Regions from separate parts of the Sus scrofa genome. Here region 1 is linked to region 2. A link is a contact called in public Hi-C data. All regions are on one chromosome and are shown on one strand. Each heading gives the region's core, a stretch centred on a gene start, on an enhancer-like site or on the middle of the called end of the contact. The rest is flanking DNA. Distances are from core to core; before and after follow the strand shown.

Evidence for each region. A called contact is a pair of places that touch in the nucleus more often than the background predicts.
Region 1: a contact with region 2 is called in a Hi-C map of embryonic fibroblasts, with 2.8 times the contacts expected there. The contact joins the enhancer-like site here to the promoter of TIMM22 in region 2. A contact is called at or near these places in 3 of 5 promoter capture datasets (fetal liver, fetal skeletal muscle and liver) and 1 of 47 Hi-C or Micro-C datasets (embryonic fibroblasts).

Annotation. Positions count from the first base shown.
Region 1 is chr12:47,191,437-47,198,580 of Sscrofa11.1, forward strand. It overlaps VPS53 (vacuolar protein sorting-associated protein 53 homolog), which reads left to right. Exons shown (of 22, transcript XM_003131813.4): 8 at 6,220-6,298. Among named protein-coding and RNA genes, the nearest start is that of VPS53, 53 kb to the left of the region's middle. Within about 2 kb of position 3,090, at least 15 of the 83 cell types and tissues checked have an H3K27ac peak or open chromatin away from gene starts, as enhancers often do. A contact at or near this core is called in embryonic fibroblasts, where this site is marked.
Region 2 is chr12:46,901,436-46,908,373 of Sscrofa11.1, forward strand. It overlaps TIMM22 (mitochondrial import inner membrane translocase subunit Tim22), which reads right to left and starts at 1,775. Exons shown (of 5, transcript XM_021067526.1): 1 at 1,281-1,775. The coding sequence starts at 1,518.

The sequences.
Region 1 (7,144 bases), core at 1,840-4,339, 290 kb after region 2:
TCCTTAACTCACTGTGCTGGGCCAAGAATCCAACCTGCATCTCAGAGCTCCAAAGACACCGCTGATCTCGTTGCACCACAGTGGGAACTCCATGTCCTTCGTCTTTTGAAAAGCCATTTTAGGCAGGGGTTTCCCTCTTCACCCCTGTCCTACCAGAGTTTCTAGTCCACCCCTCCTCATCTTGCCTGGTTCTGGATTATTTTTTTGTTTTTGTTTTTGTTTTTTTGTCTTTCTGCCTTTTCTAGGGCCACTCCTGCAGCATATGGAGGTTCCCAGGCTAGGGGTCTAATCGGAGCTGTCGCTGCCAGCCTGCACCACAGCCACAGCAACTCGGGGATCTGAGCCGCGTCTGCCACCTACACCACAGCTCATGGCAACGCCAGATCCTTAACCCACTGAGCGAGGCCAGGGATTGAACCCGCAACCTCATGGCTCCTAGCTGGATTTGCTAACCACGACGGGAACTCCTGGTTCTGGATTCTTATTAAAATCTTTTCATTATTTCTGAGCTTCTGGGGCAGGAGGGGGAGGGGTCACCCCATGTGACTTATCGTAGAAATGCCAAAGCGCCCTTCGGGAATGTGGGAACAGAGCTTGGCGGAACACTCGGGAAATCACCACCCTTTCCCTCCTCCTTCCAGCTGCTTCACACGTAGAGCTGGCTGACCGCCATATCACACTGGGGCTGTGACGCAGCCAAGGGAGCAGACAAACGGGGCTCTGTGAGCTGCAGGGAGGAAGGGAGCTTGGCGAGAAGGCAGACTTGCTTTGGGTGGACGGGGCGGGGAGAAGCATCCCTCCCCTCACCCTCCTGATCGTCTGGACTCGATCCTTTTCCGCAGTCACTTGCTCGTCTCTTCACTTACCGAGTAGATATTTATCGCGCACTTTCTGTGTTCTAGGCCCCGTGCTGGGCTACTGAGGGTGCAGCGATAAGAGAGAGGTAGTGTGGAGAGGAGAGACTGATTGAAAGTTTCGTATAGGGTGGATATAACAGAACTGGTCTCGGCTGTGCAGGCAGAGGGTCTCAGAAGCGTAATTGATAGACTCAGCCTTTTTTTTTTTTTTTTTTTTTTTTTGGTCTTTTGTCTATTTAGGGCCGTGCCTGTGGCATATGGAGGCTCCCAGGCTAGGGGTCCAATTGGAGCTACAGCTGCCAGCCTCTACCAGAGCCACAACAACGCAGGATCCGAGCCTTGTCTGCGACCTACGCCACAGCTCACGGTAACGCCGAATCCTTAACCCACTGAGTGAGGCCAGGGATCAAACCACAACCTCACGGTTATTAGTCGGGTTTGTTAACCACTGAGCCACTGCAGGAACTCCTTTAACCTCATCTTAAATGATTAGGTGGGATCTTACCACCCAGACAAGGAGAAGGGAAAATAGAGAACATCCCAGGCCTTAGGGAGACGATGGCGGCTGCAAGGCCGTGTCTCCGTAGGCCGGGTCAGGTTTTATCCACCTGGCTGGGAATCTGTTCTTCAGTCTGTGGACAATGTAAGTTTTTAAGCAGGGAGAAACATGGTCTCATTTGCATTTTGCGAAAGTCTCATGGGTTCTAGTAGGTACAGGAGCCTGGAGACTGGGGTATGTTCTGGATTAGAAAAGATGGAGACCGTGACAGTGACCGTGAGGTCAAGGAGATGTGGGGAGGTGTCGGTTACCCGAGGGTGGGATGGGCACTGTGTTAGCAGCGTTGAGGCAGAACTGAAGGTTATTTATAAAAAGCACTGTAGGGACAACAAGAGAATGCACTCTTTTAGGATTCTTGCCTTTTAACATTTTTCTCAGAGACGTGGTTTAATAAATTTAAAGGAACTTAGTGATCACTGCTGTAATGACACTGCCTTTAAAAAGAGAAAAAGGAGAGTTCCTCTTGTGGCTCAGTGGAGCCTGACTAGTACCCATGAGGACCCTCACTCAGTGGGTTAAGGATCCAGCGTTGCCGTGAGCTGTGGTGTAGGTTGCAGATGAGGCTCGGGTCCTGCGTTGCTGTGGCTCTGGCATAGGCCGGTGGCTGCAGCTCTGATTAGACACTTAGCTTGGGAACCTCCATATGCCACAGGTGCCCTAAAAAGACCAAAAAAAGAAAAGAAAAAAAGAAGAGTAAAATTCTGTTGATATAGTTTGGTGTCCCAGCCGTTCATTATCATGTAGGGTTGCTGCAAACACAGGAGGAATCACTTTTCTTTCAGTTCATTTCACAACTTTCTATTTGCAAAAATTTGCATTGATTAGTGGAATATACATGCTATTAAGTAACGCAAAAAATAACAGAAAGGAAGAAACCTCTTGTTTTCAGTGCCTGACTGTAATTGTTTTTCAAGAGGCACTAAAAGTTTGAGGAAAGTCCAGACTTTCTTATTTTTAGCATCATTTCTGGTGAATTTTCCTTCCTTAAGTTTATATCGTGATGGTAGAACCATCTGGAAATGATAGAAATAGCTTGTTTGTTTGGGGGGAGGGGAGAAGGCAGGAGAGTTACACCCTGTGCACTACTTCGGTTTCTCGAACTTAACAGCCTGCCGTCTTCTGTAAACTGTGGAAGTTGCAGCGAAAGTTAGGTTCTGAAATCTTTGCCTGTACACTTGAAATATGAAGTTGAGGGACTTTGATTTGAATATAGCTGGTTCTTCAACTACCCTTCTGGAAAATGCTTCAAAGTTAATGTAGTGTTGAAGGAAAGATTTTTTTTTTCCCCTTTAATGTCGTCTTTACATTTCAAATCCTCCTGGCTTAAGAAGATCCACGAAAGCCAATGTGTCTAATGAGTCCGTGTCTCCCGAGGAAGAATGGAAGGTCTCGCTTTCTCCTGAAACCCAGGCAGCCGTCGAATGGCGCCATGTTGTTCAGGGCTCTTTCTAACCACTTGTACGTGAGAGGTACTTGGCAGGCTGCGAGGCATCACGGGGCGTCGGGATGAAAGAAACCCATGTGAAGAATGGAAAGGCCTGACCGTGACAGGTTCTTTCTGAGAGAACTTCAGTTTCAAAAGTGAGGATTTCGAAAGTGTAAGGGCTGTGCCTGATGATCTCGAAGCGTCCCACTGACTCACTCTAAGATGCTGGGTTGAGATTCTTTATAGAGCCTGTCTGTCTGGAAATGGAGCAGCTGACTCATCTGACTGACTAACCCTTCTGTCCGGTACAGACTGTATTTTGGGAGGTCCTTTTATTGCAAACCGTTGAGGGTACTGTCTTTGAGACTGTCGTTCACATGGTTTGGGAAGCATCAGGGGTATTTTATCCATAAATGTCGAAGTGGTTTTCGTAGTTGGTTGTCCCTCTGAAATCTGATAGCACATTCAGGGAAGGGCGCCTTCGAACAACCCTTGGTCACGTGGCGTGAAGGACCCTAAAAGACAGTGGGTTGACCTTCATTTCCAGGCGGCACACTGTATTATTTTTCATTTCCTACGAGTGGTCAATGCTGAACTGTCACTACCCACCCAGGCCGAGCCTCTTTGGATGCCAGGGGGAATTTTTACTCCCCCTCTGTTAGTCGTAGATTGATTTGCATAAGGGTAACTGGGCCATCTTGGAAGCTGAACTCAAATAGATGCTCTGCTAACAGAATCTGTTCATCCGTCTCTTTTTAGGGTCACATCTGCGGCATATGGAGATTCCCAGGCCAGGGGTCAGATCGGAGCTACAGCTGCTGACCTACACCACGGCCACAGCGACACGGAATCCGAGCCGTGTCTGCGACCTACATCACAGCTCACGGCAACGCCGGATCCTTAACCCATGGAGTGAGGCCAGGGATCGGACCTGAAACCTCATGGTTACAAATGGGATTCGTTTCTGCTGTGCCACAGCAGGAACTCCCAGGACTTACTTTTCATTGTTACAAGAGGAAAGAGTAGAAAGGAATGAGGCTGAAGGTGTGTTCTTTTAAGCGTGTTGACGTTTTTCTAGGATCTTGCTTAAACAGCTGGTGGTAAAGACTGCTATTCATATCTTACCCTGAAAGTGCACGGCTCATGGCTTGGGTTTCTCGATACCATCAGTAATGTCAGTAAGGGAAGTGGTTGCTCTTTCATCCGAGTCACTGGTAGACACTTCAGAAACTATGCTTGGAAAGATGTGCAAAAGCTTATTGTTCTGCTCCAGCATTAATTATTCATCCCACTTGCAGTCACCTGCAAGGATGGATGCTGTTGCCAGCTAGCACTGTACGGTGGGTGTTGTGAAAGAATCAGGACTGGGGAGGATACTGAAAGGCCTCCATCCTCACCCTTTTATTTCAAAACTCTTGTTAGTTGTGACCCACAAAGGGGAAATGACTTATTTAGGACTACATGTAGCTCATTAGGGGCATAGCTAAGACTAGGCTATCTGAAAGGGTGGCCTTGGAAATGGATTGAAAAAGAGGCCAAGGGGCTCTGTCAGTCACAGTGTTGGTGCTTCACCCTCTTTTCTGCACCTCTCATGGGCTCCGTCTTTTCAGGCGCCCCGATTTCAGATCTGGTTAAGAATACGGAGTTAGGGGATTGTCGGGTGGGGAGGGTGACAGGCAGGGCTGGAAGCATCGGATCCCTGAGATGCTTTGGAGCCCTGAGAATAAGACTGTGACTGTCCCTGGGTGGGGGGACGGGGGCAGAGCTTCCGATCCAGAAATTATCCTGTGGCTTAGGAGAGAGTGAACCGGGATCCCTGTGTCCTGCCAAGACCAGAGGAGGAACAGAGGGGCCTGAGGCTCTAGAAGCTCTGTCTTGTGACCTGGCATCAGGGGAGACTGTCTGCCTGGCCCGATCTGTGGAGTCATAAGACCGCGAAGGTCCAGTTTTACAAAAGCATGTTCTCGTCTCTCCCAGTAGAGCTCCTACTCCAGGCTTCTTTCCCCTGCTCCGTTGGGCAGTGCTAAACAACGGGTGGCCCTGATTCTGCTCCAGTGGTGGTTATAATGCTGTCCTTTCTAGCCCCCTTGCAAAATGACTAAAGGGGCTGCAAACCCACCTGTAAGGGTGGCTTTAAACATTTTGAAGATAGTGGAAGAACCCTGGAAAGTATTGGGAGTAAGACATAATTATAACTATGCCACAGAAAAAAACAGACTGTTTTGGGTCCTGCCTATCCCCTCATTAAAAAAAAAAAAAAACAACGCTGTAGGTTGCCAAGCACTGCCTGGCTGCCTGGTAGCCAAAGAAATTGTGGTTTTGAGCTGTTCACTGCTTCTAGAAACTTCAAAAAAGTTAATTCCAAAGTAACAGGGTGGAGACCAAAAAAGGAAGAACACCATTTTATGGTGCTTTTAGCAAAGATAAAATATTGGCGGCCGGCCCAGGGCAGTCCAGCTCTGAGGATGGCGGGCGGAGGACGAGCACAGGGGGCGCCGACCCACGGCTCCCGGCCCCTGCCAGCAGCTTCTCCTTCCTCCTCTTTCCTTTAAGCTGACAGGTGTTTCTTGAGTTCCTCGTTTCCATACAAACCACTGTGGTCAATACTGACCTTGCTTTCGAACTGATTTTCAGTGTAACTCAGTTTTCATCTTCATTATCTTCTGGGCGAACTTAAATCTTCATTCAAGGGCCTTCACTCTCAATAACAAGTTTACTTTATCGTTTGACTCTTTTTACTTGAAGAAATATTCTTTTGTGTGTGGGGTTTTTTTTGGCAGGCGGGGCGGGGCATGCCCGTGGCATGTGGAAGTTCATGGGTCAGGGTTTGAACTTGCACCACAGCAGCAGCCTGAGGCACAGCAGTGACAGCGTCAGAGCCTTAACCCTCTAGGCCAACTAGGGAACTGCTAGAAAATGTTCTTTTTGTGCATTTGTTAAAACTTAGGATTCTGATGTTGGTTTCTGGGTTGAATAAAGAGCAATTCTGGAAGATGCTGACGCCCTCCTTCCGTCCTGTCCTCCGAGGAGCAGGAGGGTAGTGGTACCAGTACCCTGCAATGGATTTATGTTTGCCTTGGGCATTATTATATAGCATTTCCCTGCAGCATAACCCCTCTGATGACATGACAGGTAAGGGGTGGCCTGGAAGAACTTGGGATGTAGAAAATCCACACCTGGTAAATCCGATGCCTGGGTCCTGGTCGTGAACCGACTGCTAAGGTGTGTGACCTCTGTTAACTAGCCGCCCCTGCCCTCCTCCTGGATAATCCCTAAAGACTCTGGCAGTTCTGACCCCTCCGGATCTTTGCATAATTACTTAACGGAGATTTGAAAATTCCTCCGGGCAGTGATGTGTTGTTCTCTTTTCCCTTCAGAGTGAAGGCCGCCCAGACTGAGTTAGGACAGCAAATCCTGGCCGATTTTGAAGAAGCATTTCCTTCCCAGGGTACCAAGGTACTGTTTGGCATTTTCCCTTCCTCTTTAGATGTCATCACCGTTCTTGCCTGACACGCAGCTCGCTACAGGTGCTCTCCATGTACCATCCCAGAGGCCTTTGCTGGCAGCCGTAAGGTCCGTCTGCCAGAGTTCAGAGTAACGAGACCATCCTTGATGTTAAACGTCCCAGAGCCATGTTGATCTCCTCTGTGTCCTCTCAGCATCAGAAAGCAAAGGTTTGCTTTGGTTTAGTTTAATGTGTATCAAACCGAATACCTTTTTTTTTTTCTGAAGACCACACCTGCAGCATATGGAGGTTCCTAGGCTAGGGGTTGAATCCAGTTGCAGCTGCCAGCCTACACCACAGTCACAGCAACACTAGATCCTTAACCCCCTGAGCAAGGCCAGGGATCGAACCCTGGTCCTCACGGATACTAGTCGGGTTCATTGACCGCTGAGCCGCAACGGGAACTCCCTGTCAAATCTAATATCTTGTCTGCCTGGTAAATTTCTATCTTCTCATGGCCATATTTTAAAAAAACCATGTTTTTTCAAGCCACAGTGTTTTTAGCATAGTTACATAACTTTTTGGTTTCAGTTTGGTGAAGAGACAACTGGGAGGAGCGTCCCCAGGCTTATGTAACTCTGAAAGGGACACAGGAGGCTCGCTTCTAATGATCAGAATCCTGATCTTTGGAAGTAATCTCCTCAGCTCTCACTGGGAGCAGAGCTCTTATTGTTGTGTCTGCAAAACCCACAGTATTTCGCTTCCAGCTCTTGGTTACATTGCTCGTCCGTGTAACACACTTCCCCTTCCTTGGCCGTCATCGTGCTGGGGTAACTGCTTTTAGCTCCATCCTTCAA
Region 2 (6,938 bases), core at 525-3,024:
GTCTAGCAAATTCCCTCTCGGGTCTCCCTGTCTACAGACGTTCCCTGGCCACACTCCACCCTCAGTCATCATACTCACTACCACTGCTACCCTCTAAAAAAAATCATCTATTGCTGCCCTTAAAACTACAGGCAAAAAGCCCAAATCCCCCACTCAACCCCCGTTTTTGTTTTGTTTTGTTTTGTTTCTTTCTTGGGGGCTGCGTCTACAGCATGTGGAAGTTCCTGGGCCAGGGATCCAACCTGCACCAAAGCAGCCACCTGAGCTGCAGCAATGACAACGGCTGGGTTCCTGCTGTGCCACAAAGAACTCCTTTCACCCCCAGCATGAAATGACATCTCTCCGCCTCCTTGTCTACCCACACTCTCCATCCTTCAAGACACATCTCCAGTCTCACCTCCTCCAAGGCCTTCCCCAACCAAAAAAGATCTTTCCTCTTCCTACCGTACATCATATTTGCACTCTCGCTACATTCGTGTCTCTCTCTGCTTCTCTCTTCTTTTTTGGCTGCACCCGTGGCATGCAGAAATTCCTGGGCCAGGGCTCAAACCTGCACCACAGCAGTGACAACGCCAGATCCTTAATCTTCTGAGCCACCAGGGAATTATGACCTTCACTTCTTAATTGCCTTTCATTCTCAATTAGATTTCAACTCATCTGCAAATGTGGTCAGCCTCTTTGCATAGAGGAGAGACACCTACATTCTCAAATGCTCAAGAGGTTAAAAAAAAAAAAAAAAGTCCAGATTTCTTCCCACCTCCTGCCCCCATTCCCTGCTGTCTAGTCATAATGGCCTTTCTGTTTTTCTAATCTCGAGCCACTACAAGCCAGACCTTTGCAAGTGCTGTGTCCTGCCCTGCAGGGCCCTCCTCCAGGCTCCTTCTCAACATTTTTCTTTCTATGTATATTAAGAGGTTAGCTTCAGAAGAACAAGGCTCTTGTCTCTCCATCACCGGGCACGTGATAGCTACTCAGTGACAATCTGTTGAAAAGTGATTAATTAAAAGAGAATGAACAAAGAAATGTGTGAACGAATGAATGAGGTCAACCATCTTACTCCCCCAGGTCCTGATCTAGGGCCGGTTCTCTGATCCAATTTCCAGAGACGGAAGCCTAGAGGGTCTAAGGACGCACTGCTCAAGTTCACTGAACCAGGCGGGGGTGGGTCAAGGTCGAGGCCCACGGACTCCTTGCCTCTCAGGAGCGTGTTCTTCTTGGCAGGGCACCCTGCTGCCGCCCAAGCCCTCGGCCTCCCAAGGGCCCCCCTCACCTCGCCTCACCTCCCACGCAGGCCAGCGCCGCCTTGAAGGCGCAGCTTTCCATCGCCCTCTCGATCATCTTCTGCTCCTCACTCTTGGCGGGACTCGGGATCCCGCCCAGGGTCCCAGGCTCCAGGACCCGGGGCTGACGCTTGTCACCCACCAGGTGCTGCAGAAGAAGGCTGTACTGCAGAGGGGCTTCCGTGGAAGCCGCCGCCTCAGGCGCAGAGACCCCTGCACTGGGGGCCGTCGCCGCCATGACAGTAGCTGCCCAAGAAACCTGGCGTCCTTCTTCCCACAGGCGATTCCACAAGCTTCCCGTGGGCCCTTGCGCGCACAGCCACCGAGACGCAACAGCAGATTCGCCACACCGGGCGAGTCCAAAGAAGTCGCGAAAGCCTGTTCGTGCACACGCGGCAGAAGTGCTATCATGTTCTCTCAAAACCTTCTGTGAACACGGAATCAGGCTTGTGCAACATTCCCGAAGGCAATGATAAATAAGAGTCAGAGTCACCAGAAAGGTCTCTCTTCGTGGCTGAAGCGCGGTGCGTACTGGGATTTGTAGTTCTAATAGGTACACCCCCAGACAGTTCCCAGGAAGCCTTGCGCGGACACGCGCGTCTCTGCCTCTTCTGGAGCTCCTGACAGGCGGAAGGGAGGGAGGGTGCAGCGCGCAGGAGAGCCAGCAGGGGGCGCGCGAGCCTCATCTCTGCCCTGCGAGCCAACTGATTGCTTGCGGGGGTTGTGGGATGGCAGTGGGCTAGAGTGCTTGCTAAATTGACGTAGCATAAATGTATGAAATAAATGTTTTATTCAGCAATTAAGCCATTGAGGGGAGAGAGAAGGGGCCAAAAATGAGTGAACAAATGAGTGAAGCTAGGCAAGCTAAGAAAAATCCGGGACAGTGGTAGGAAGTGGAGTGAGGCTGCTACCCCAACCACGAGTCAGTGGAATGAGCGGTGTGGGACTAGCGTTGCCATGCAAAGCCAAATTTACATTATGCTGATTCAGTTAAACTGCTTACGAACTTGCAGACTCAGAACCTGAAGGTTAACTGTGAGATAGCACCGTATATGAATCCAGAAGAACTTTTGCAGTAGTGTCGATGGCACTAAAATAGATCCCTAAATATTGTATTGATCCAGACTAGGAGTGTTTGGGTGTATCAGCTAAGAGAGCTGTAAATGGAAGCAGAAGGTGGTGAGCAGTAGCCAGTCTACTGAGACACCTCTTTGGTCGCCAGAGTTCTCTGTGCCTCTAAGCAGGGCATGTGGTTCACTTGCTTCTGCTCCCACCAGACCGCTGAACAAGCTCGCCCTGAGGTCTCCAGTGCTTCCCAGTTGTTGAGACTAATTCAGATGCCTTTCACTTGACTCCTCAGCTGTATGTGATACTGTCGATTCCTCCCTGCTTCGGAGTTTCTTCGCAGTTTCGGTGGAGCCTCTGTCCTGGTTTTGCTAGAATCTCTTCAGTTCCTCAGACTTTGCAGGCACCTCTGCCTGATCCTTTCCTGTTGGATGCTCAGGGCCTCATCCTTTATCCTCTTCTCATGCACCTTGCTCTCTCTGAAGCTGTTCACCCACTCATGGCTTCTACCACCACCTCTAACAGAGCAATGGCTCCCAGATTTTTATCTCCAGCTTCAATCCTTCTCAGCAGCATGAAAACCAGTCATTTCCTATAGGCACCTCAAACTCAACACACCCTGCCACCCCCCCTTTCCTTTCAGATGAATGAGGGGCCCAGGACTCTGATTCATGCCTTAAGAGCCAAAGTTGGATCTGAGAGAAGTTGGAACAGCCCCATAGGCAGGTCTCAGGCAAGGGCCTTGGGAACAAGGAGCGATCTAAATGGTTAACCCGTGCGGCTGGTTAGAGAGCAATCATCAATCCCCAAATGAAGCGTCAGCATCGGAGTTGAGCTGAGACCCAAGTCAGCACAGAGAGGAATGCCGTGGGACCATGCTGTGTTTTTGGACTGAGATGGCCCGGATCACAGATGGAGACCCCAGATGCTCTGGTCTGCCGCTCTCTCTCCCCACCCTCGCCTTCCACAGTGGAATGGGTTTCACTGAATGGAGAACTTGAACCTCCTCAAGCATATTCCGAAAGTGAGAAGTGGTTTCCCACATCTGTTTCTCTGGCTGGAACCTTTGCAGGTGCCCAAGGGACTTTGTTTGGCCCTGGTTTTGCTGGGAGCTCAACAGCTCTCCCTTACAGGCTTTCTGTTCCAGCCCCAAGGATGCAGAGATGGGGCAGCATCTCAGTGGGGCAGAGAGAACAGGAGACACTTAAAGATGAATTCAGTTCACAGGGAGAGTTGTAGGAGGTCGGGACGCTCTGAGTCGATGACCCACCACTTGAAGGACTCTGGGTAGTGACGTGGAACTGGAGGAAGGCCTGATTGTATCTCACCCCAGGCGTCCAGGCCAGCCCGGCTGTTCTCTAGTTCTCTCTGCCCATTGGGAGCCCAGGAGTAAAAGAAATAGCACGAGTGGTGTGGCACGGGGAGGTCTGGGTTGAGAAGCGCACTGTGTCCTGTGTAGCTTTTGAGTTGGCTGTGATTTTGGTAACGGGGTTGGGGGGTACTCTGAATAGTCCTGTTGATGGTAGGAGGTTCGGCCACATGGGGACTCTGAGTAGCCAGCTAAGTCACTGTGGACGGACGGTGGCTACTAGACAAGTGACTTCGTATTTAAAGGGCCTTGTTGGAGTTCCCTTCGTGGCTCAGTGCAAACGAATCTAACATCCATGAGGACACAGGTTCGATCCCTGACCTCGCTCAGTGGGTTAAGGATCTTGTGTTGCCATGAAATGTGGGGTAGGTCATAGGTGCAGCTCAGATCTATTGCTGCTGTGGCTGTGGTGTAGGCTGGTGGCTACAGCTCCGGTTCAACCCCTAGCCTAGGAACTTCCATATGCCACAGCGTAGCCCCGCAAAAGACAATACATAAAAATAAAAATAAAGGGATTTGATCCATGTCCTCCATAACCAGAGGATGCTTAGGTGCTAAGGATGGAAATACGGCAGCTGAGAAATTCATGGAAGAAGAGATTAATAATAGGTGGTTGTAGCTGGGCCAGAGCAGGAGCCGAAGTATCCCAAGAAGGTGACAGTATCCACCAGCTTCACCAGGATGGCTTCATCTTCATGTGAGGCGTGTGCATCAGAGAAGAAATCCAAAGATGTTTAAGAATCGAGACTTGGTACGACCTTTGTACCACTCGTCCCCTGTGGTCACATAAGGCAAGATGTGAGTTTTAACATGGGCCATCTGAAGCTTTGCACACCTGTTTGGCTAGAGGTTCTGCTTAGGAAGGAATGATGAGTAAGAATTAGGCTCTTCCCCATTTTCCAGTCTTTTTCTGATTTTAGCAGTGTATCCATAAATATCGATACATGTATATCTTTGTGTACATATGCTGCTATAGCTGAAGGCTGAGGAATGTGATTTATGAATCTTATAGGTGACAAGTAGGTATTTGTTCTGTGCATGTTTTGTATGACATCATGTGTCTTAGAATGCAGTTTCTCAGGAATTCCTGTCGTGGCTCAGCGGAAACGAATCTGACTAGCATCCATGAGGACACGGGTTTGATCCCTGACCTTGCTCAGTGGGTTAAGGATCCAGCACTGCTGGAGCTGTGCTGTAGCTCGCAGATGCAGCACAGATCTGGCGTTGCTGCAGTTGTGGTGTAGGCTGGCAGCTACAGTTCAGATTCAACCCCTAGCCTGGGAACCTCCATATGCCTTGGGTGTGGCCCCTAAAAAGACCAAAAAAAAAAAAATGCAATTTCTCAAAAGGAAGACTGTTATGTGTATATGGCTCCTTAACACATTTTTTTTGTTTTCACTGCGCCCATGGCATGTGGAAGTTCCTGGGCTAGTGGTGGAACTCACACCATGGCAGCAATTCAAGCCGCTGCAGTGAAAATGCTGGATCCTTAACTCTCTGCACCACAAGGGAACTTCTCTTAACACATATTTTAAAACAATAATAATTTGCAGAACAGCAAGTCAATTCATGTAAAATAACTACCTAAATACCAGTAGGGATATACTTTTTAAGTGGGTCTCTTGAACCGCATATGCATAGAGAGTGCTTCCCATAAGCCAAAGGATGTGGCTAGTCTTTACAGAAAGCCAAGTGAGTCTTCTCAGGTTTCTTCTTGTAACAAACACCCACTGGAATTATGATCTGGGGGAGTTCCCTTGTGGCACAGCAGGCTAAGGATCTGGCATTGTCATAGCAGCTGCTCAGGTCACTGCTGTGGCACAGGTTTGATCCCTGGCCTGAGAACTTCCACATGCTGTGGGAGCAGCCAAAAAAAAAAAAAAAAAAAAGAAAAAGAATTACGATTTTGGAATCATTTTCCATTGCAAATTCCCTCTTTCCACACTCCTTTAAAAGGCAGCTGCGATATTTGGCATCTAACCAAGGCCTGCTGCACCAACAATTCTCTAAATTTTATTTATATTTCATGTGCGGTATGTTCAAACTCTCACTTTCCCAGGTGCCAGATGCTGGTCTGGACACACTCCAGTGGAAAGTGCTTTCCTGTAAAATAATAAAAGGAAAATGCTGAACAAACCACCTCTTTATACAGACTTGCACTTAGTACACCAAAGTTAAGTACTCTAATAATGACTTCACTATTTCCCCACATTTGCAGTCACCCCAATCCCCACCTCACCTCCCTCCACGCCAAATACTTTGTCCTCCGGCTCCCAGAGGATGGTCACAGCCCTTTCACATGTCTTCAGTGTTTGTTTGAAAAGTGTCAGGCTGCAGGAATCTGTCTTGCATGCTCTGGATGCGGCCTAATGGAACCCACCCATGGGTATTTCAGATACGGTTTGGATGAGAAAATAAAGCACTTTAACTCATTTCCAGTCTTTTAAAAGATACCTCATAACTTAAGGTCAGCTATGTTAACAACTTTTACAGGTTTTCACTACAAAGTGATGCTCTCCACGTGTCTGATAATAATGCTGTCTCGGCTGTTGCCCAGAATTTTGGCACGACCCTAAGAGTGAACTTGGAATTGGCCTTTGTGATAGAAAGCAATCCTCAACCTGCTTGTGAATGAGCAGCCGGGTTAGGTGGCCACTCAGGGTGGATATTATTTTAAGAGATTGACTGTCCACTCCTGGGGTCTGCCTCCACCTCTTTCACCAGTTTACGTGGTAACAGTTCACTGAGCTCAAAACCAGTAGAATAGCTTGTTCCAACCCAGAAAAATCGAGACCCTTAGGCATGAAAACTTATGTTTTTGCCAAAAGCTTGCGGTTATAGTCTGAGGTTTAAATGAACTCTTGTAAAGCAGGCTATGATTCGTGTGTGTGTTTGCGTGTGTTTGGAAAGCCACTGTAAAATGACAAAAATCCTCTGCTTGGCTTCCAGTTTCTTTCTCTTTTGCACTCTTTTCACTAGATGGCGATAGATGCCCAAAAAATAACTTGTAAAGGGCTGGTGGAGGGGGTGAGAGGGGTATCTTTTCCTTTCACTAGGTTGTTTAGTAGCCGAGCTGACACACTGTTGCTAGGTTGCTGGTGGGCATGTTATATATTTTTATTTTTCGTGTGTGTGAGGCAGGAAGCCTTGCCACAGATCTCCTGTTTAATCCAGGTTCTCTGTGAGCATAGGGTGGCATCTTGGCAGCTGGCAAAGAAAAAAAA